2 separate regions of the Bos taurus genome follow, and region 1 is linked to region 2. A link is a contact called in public Hi-C data. All regions are on one chromosome and are shown on one strand. Each heading gives the region's core, a stretch centred on a gene start, on an enhancer-like site or on the middle of the called end of the contact. The rest is flanking DNA. Distances are from core to core; before and after follow the strand shown. Region 1 has its middle 26 kb from the start of OAZ2. Region 2 holds the start of PIF1 (PIF1 5'-to-3' DNA helicase).

Evidence for each region. A called contact is a pair of places that touch in the nucleus more often than the background predicts.
Region 1: a Hi-C map of an unstated tissue shows a contact between it and region 2, with 2.7 times the contacts expected there. The contact joins the enhancer-like site here to the promoter of PIF1 in region 2. A contact is called at or near these places in 4 of 11 Hi-C or Micro-C datasets (blastocyst, liver, skeletal muscle and 1 more).

Annotation. Positions count from the first base shown.
Region 1 is chr10:45,338,746-45,341,626 of ARS-UCD2.0, forward strand. No RefSeq gene overlaps it. Among named protein-coding and RNA genes, the nearest start is that of OAZ2, 26 kb to the right of the region's middle. Within about 2 kb of position 1,481, at least 20 of the 102 cell types and tissues checked have an H3K27ac peak or open chromatin away from gene starts, as enhancers often do.
Region 2 is chr10:45,268,756-45,271,694 of ARS-UCD2.0, forward strand. It overlaps PIF1 (PIF1 5'-to-3' DNA helicase), which reads left to right and starts at 1,598. Exons shown (of 12, transcript NM_001206052.1): 1 at 1,598-2,155. The coding sequence starts at 1,598. LOC132346299 (a long non-coding RNA gene) reads right to left here and starts at 1,590. Exons shown (of 2, transcript XR_009496089.1): 1 at 1,199-1,590; 2 at 1-901.

The DNA of each region.
Region 1 (2,881 bases), core at 231-2,730, 70 kb after region 2:
AGTTCCGCCCCGCGGCTGGCACCCCACCACCACCACCACCACCACCCCACTCACTTCCAGGCTGAACAGGAAGGACCACCCAGCCAAGACAGAGCATTTTCCTGGTCATTTCAAATCAGGGTCCTCTGTTTCCTCCTCCTCAGATGGGCCAACAACCATTAAGAAAATCCTTTCTCTACCCGTTTCGCTTACCTCTCCCCGGCGCACCCCACCCCTGCCATGGCTCCTCATTCTTTCCAAACTTTGAAACCAACCAAAAAAGTGAAAGTATTTTTGTACCCTGTGTAACAAAATATTTATGCAACATAAAGGATTTTTTCGTGTGTGTGTGCAATTAATTATTGAAGAGACCTTGTCCGCCTTGTCAGATAAGTTTAACGTTTTCGTTTGAGGCATGAAGAAGAAAAGGGTTTCCGTTCTCCAGCAGTGAGCCTTAGCGTCAGCCATTAGTTTAAGAAAAATGAAGGAAAAGTTGTGCAATTTTTGTTTCGTGAGCACATTAGTGCTTCGCCTTTGGCCGCGGCCGTGGCCGTCTTGCCGTTTTCAGACTTGGGAGACGAGGTGGCTGTTGTAATTGCTGATCCTGTGAGAATGTGAAACTGGATAATATATGAAACGCAAAATAAAAAGAAATCATCCAAAGTAACTGCTCTCCGACCTGTGCTTCCTTGGGTTGTAGACAGCCATCGCTGGGCACAGCCAGAGGACAGGTGCTGGGGACTCGGGGGGAGGAGGCAAGGCAGGCCTGGGCCTGGGTTCACGCGGCCTCTCCCTCCTGCCCTCTTGTGTGTGAGTTGAGTCTGCCGAGGAAGTGACCCACCAGGGGTCATGCAGCAGGGGCCTGTCTATCAGCCCAGCCTGTGTTTAATTCATTCTTTACTTTCTTGTCTGAGGATGGGGGCGGAGACTCCCTGCACCCAGTTTAAGCACCCAGATGGGACCTTCGTTGTTTCCGATGGTGTCTTCGGGCTGGCCTAACTCCATGGCCTTTTCAGCCCTTGGGTAGAGGACTGTGGTTTCAGAGGTTGGGCTCCTGCGGGAGTGTCCTTGGTGTGTGTCATGTCCCTGTGCTAGAGAAGCAGAGAACCGGGGAGTTGGGCCTGGAAGGGTTAAGCCCACCCACCCTGCAGGCTCCCAGCTGCAGCTCCATTCCTGAGCCGGGTTCTTGCTGGGTGTGGGTACAGAGGTCAGGGAAAGGGTGAGGTGCTTAGACCCCAGGCTGCACTGGATCCTGTCAGGATGCCAGCAGCCAACCCTGATCCTTCCCTTTTGCAGTTCGGGGCCTCAGTTTCCTCATCTGTGAAATGGTGGTTTGAAGTTCTTTCCTTCTGGAGGGTGGGAGCACTGAGCTGATGGCTGTTTGTCTTTAACGTCTCCGTCCTCTGCCCTCATCTCCTGGCCCTTTCTTCCACCCCCGCACCCTTCCCAGCCTGACTCAAGGCTGAGCCTGGAAGGGGAGGGCAGGAGAGGAGGCCCCAGAGCCCCGCTCCTGTTGGGCTTCCTTCCAGCCTTGCTCAAGCGAAGCTGTAGTGGCTGTGGCTGGCCCTGGTCAGCTCCTCACCTGGTCACCACGGTGCCCCTGGTGTCCCTCTCCATTCCTGCCTCACCTGCTCTCCTGAATCCCAGGCCTGCACTGAGCTGCCTGTATCTAAGGTGTCCTGCTGATGAGTCTGTCTGCTGTGAAAGGCTCTCGGGTGACATGTGCAGGCCTAGCTGGTACCTGCATGTGAAGGGAGGCTGCCCCCCAGGTGCTGTGAGGGATGTGGAGCCTGGCCAGGCCCTGGCCCTCTAAGAAGCTGGGTGCTGGATGAGTGGGTTGTCTGGGCTCCGGAGGGAGGCTCTGGGAGGAGAGGGGGTTGGTGGCTGTGTTCACACCAGCAAGAGGAGGGGGCTTGACGCTCCTCTTACCTGGACCCCTCTGCAGTGTTTGGACCGGCTCCGCACTTGTGAAGCAAGCAAGGCCTTCCCAGCCTGGCACCCCTCGTAGTGCTGGTTGGGGAAGCAGCACAGAGGCCCACAGCCCCCACCCGGGGCCAGACCGATGCCTGACCTACTTCAGCTGTGGCAGGAGCCACCGGGTCTTCCTGAGGTAGTGAATTATTTAGCTGGGCACCTGGGCCTTTCTGAGAGGGGCTAAGAAAGCTCTTCATAATTTAAAGGCCCCTGTTCCTGTGGCTTCCCTGGGGGGCCTCCTTCACGCTTTACTGAGCAGGGCCTGCGTCTGACAGGAGGGGGAGGGAGGCCCTGAGGCCATCCCAGGAGGGGCTCTCCAGCTGGATGGGGGCCTTTTTCAGGGTGAGGCCTTTGCAGAGAGGCCTCAGTGGACAGTCGGCGTTTGGACCTAGGGTGGAGGTGTCAGTCAGGGCTTCCAGACAAGGACACAGTAAGCTGAGGTCAGCAGTGGCCAGGTCCTGACTCCCCATTTAGAAAGCACCTTCTTCCTTTCCAGCTCATCTAGTTACTTGAAATACTTCTTTCCTTTCTGGAAGGATTTTAGGCCTTGGAATAACCAGGCCTATTTTACTCAGAGGTCCCTTCCCATCAGCACTGAAATCTCCCCCATGGCAGAGGAGGCCGCCTTCATAAGCGCAATGCCTTCCATACTGCTTCACATGGACGAGGCTGGCGGCAAGTGGATGCTTGTTGAGACCCTGGCCCGAAGCCAGCTCTGTATTTCCTGGGCTGGGGGCAAGGCTCGTCACCCCAACTCGGTAATTGGGTGCTGCTACCTGGCCAGTGTTTTTAAGGATGTTGTTTCTCTTGGAGCCTTCACAGGTGAGCAGGTTCCCAAGCCCTGACACTGAGCTTCCAGGGGAGTCCGTGCAGGTAAATGTGGGGGAGCTCAGGCTCTCACCCTCATCCCTTCCCTCTGTTCCGCCCA
Region 2 (2,939 bases), core at 348-2,847:
CACCTGGAGCCTTGGTTTCCTAATTTGAAAAATGTGGGCAATTGAATAAATGAGCGAGCTGACTCACCTGTAAGATGCCTTCTAGCTAGTCATTCCAAGATTTAATGAGGGGAAAGAAAATTAAAAACAAATTCCCTATGCATTCAGTGCAATGAGAGGGATACGCATTCCTGAAGACAGAGGCTCGCTCACTTCACTTGTACTCTCTGAGCACTTGGTCACAGGTCTCAGTTCTTCACTGATGCGTCTCAGACGGATGGGACAGACAAATGAGTAAAATGACACAAAGACCGATAAGCGTGGAAGGAACTGGGGGTGGGGGCAGCGGGAGCAGCAGGTCTCGGTCAGGGGGCAAGGGCTGGGGGGCGGTCTGCCCAGAAATGGACAAAGGTCCCGTGAGTGTAAACAGAGATGGGAGGCAGCTCTTACCCAAGGCCAAGTTCAGCCGCTGTGTGAGGGCTAGAGGGGAGGAAGTCTGTGTTGGAGGCAAGGTCTTGAAAATAAATCTTCAGAGACGCGATTGGTGACACTAATCCACGCGCGGCCCAGCTGCAGTCTCCGTCCCCTCCCACTACATCCACTCGTCCGCGCGACTTGGTATGCTCCGCCACCACAATAAGCCTCCTTCCTCTGGCGTGCTATTGGTACAGCCCAAGCTCTGAGGGTAGAAAGGCACAGAAAGACACGCCCCTTGTCACGTCCGCTTTCTCTGATTGGCTAGAAAATTTAAAGCTCCTGCAGGTGATAGGATGATTCTCTACTCCCAGAATTTGAAAGTTTCCAGTGTGCTACTACTGCCTGCAGGCCGACTTGTCTCAACTGGTTCGTCCGAGTGCTGGCACGAGTGAGTGTCCACCTGATCCCAGACGTGGGAGGCAGAATGTTCTTCTTCAAGGGGTCCCTGCCAGGAGGGTGCATACGAATGAATCAGACGGCACGTGGACTGGTTCCCGGAAGCCAGGGTCCCTCCGCTATTTCCGTAGCCAAATAATTTCACTTCCACCCCACCTTAGAGATGGGAAGCACCAGAGCTTCCGAATCCCACGATCCCTGACTCCTACCAGCCGTTGTGGTCTCTTTCAGCCTGTTTTCCACTTCTGTACATGGGAAATAGTGACACTAGCTTGGCTGCATATAAACCAGTGAACGTAGCTGGGAGAGGGAAGGCGCTGATAACATACATCTCAGTCCTGCTTACCTCCACAAGTGAGTCTCCTCCTTCCTTGCAGAGAGGACTCAAGATTCCCGTGCCCGCCCTGGGTCTCTTAGAAGCAAGCTTCTTTTCTGTTCAGGGGCTCCCTTCTTCTGTGGCTCTTGTCGGACAGCAGAGGTTCCCAATCCTTGGTGCGCTTGACGTTGCCCATCCGCAGCTCTGGAAATTATTGTGTGGGAGAGAAATGTCTAGGAGAATTTCCTGTTTGCCCCCAGGGTGCTTTTACAGTCTCCGTGACCTCTTTGTGTTACCAGTGACAGCCCTGGGACCCTTTGTGGCTTTGACTGGGCTCCCTGTCCAGACTTCTGTACCACCTATGATGTCCCCTGAGTCCCTGTGACGCCTGTGCTCCGGTCTTTTTGCAGACCTGCAGAGGCGGCGGCGATGCTTTCGGGCACCCAGGCAGCGGCCGCAGAATGCGAGGACGGAGAACTGCGGTGCCGTGTGGCCGTGGAGGAGCTGAGCCCCGGTGGGCAGCCGCGAAGGCGCCAGTCCCTACGCACCGCGGAGCTAAGCCTGGGTCGTAACGAGCGCCGCGAGTTGATGCTGAGGCTGCAGGCGCCCGGGCCCGCTGGGCGGCCACGCTGCTTCCCCGTGCGCGCCGCGCGCCTCTTCACCCGCTTCGCTGCAGCCGGGCGCAGCACTCTGCGGTTCCCCGCCGACAGCACTCCCCGGGCCAGCGCCGTCCAGCTGCTGCTCTCCGATTGCCCCCCGGACCGCCTGCGCCGCTTCCTGCACACGCTGCGCCTCAAGCTGGCGGCGGCCCCGGGTCCCGGGCCGGCCTCCGCCCGCACGCAGCTGCTTGGCCCGCGGCCCCGCGACTTCATCAGCATCAGCCCCGTGCAGCCCGAGGAGTTGCGGCGTGCGGCGGCCACCCGGGTCACGGATACCACGCCGGTGAAGCGGCCCACGGAACCTCGGGCGGGAGCCAAGCCCCGCACCGTGAGGACATCGGAGAACGGGGGTCGCCTTGGGGAGTGGGAGATGGAAGAGACTGAGGAAGCCCAAGTTTAGGGGGAAGATGGTGGTGGTATTTGAGATGGCTGCTGATTACTTCAGAGGAGATATTCATCAGGCTTCTGAGACTAACGGAAATAAGGGAATTGTGCTTGTGTTTCTCATAGTGCAATCCTTGAGATTGAGAATAGGGAAAATGCGCTTAGGTCACGTTAAAAGAGAAAGCAGAGAAGGTGCTTCAGAAATGTAGGAATGAGGTCCTCCTTGAGGAGGAGAGGAGGTTTTGGAGAGAATAAAGTGATCAGCTGTGTTAGGGGCAGCCCACAGGTCCAATCAGATGCGGGGGAGGTGTTGGGGGACAAAGTCTGGTGGATGTGACAGTGTTCACAAACTGGAAAAGATGGATCACAAACCACAGGGGTTTGAGACTAAGCTGGAGAGAAGATGGAGATGGGGCAAAAAGGGGCCCTGGCTCAGCAGGGTTTGGCTTAGGAGATTTTAGGTCAAAGAGACAGATTGTGACAGGAAAAGTTGCGAGAACAAAGGATGGGTTGGAGGACCAGGAGAGTTAGGGAACCCAGGAGAGGATGCTGAGGAGAATCTAGACCTGCAGACAGGGGACTTTAGGGGTGATACCCAGAGTCAGTGGAGATCCAGCTTTGATCCCTTCCTCAGGGAGAGACCTGGACTCTCCAGTTGAGCCAAGATCTCCAGTTGAGCCAAGGCTGCCCAAGGGCTCCAAGGAGAGAAGCCAGCAGAGACACAAAGG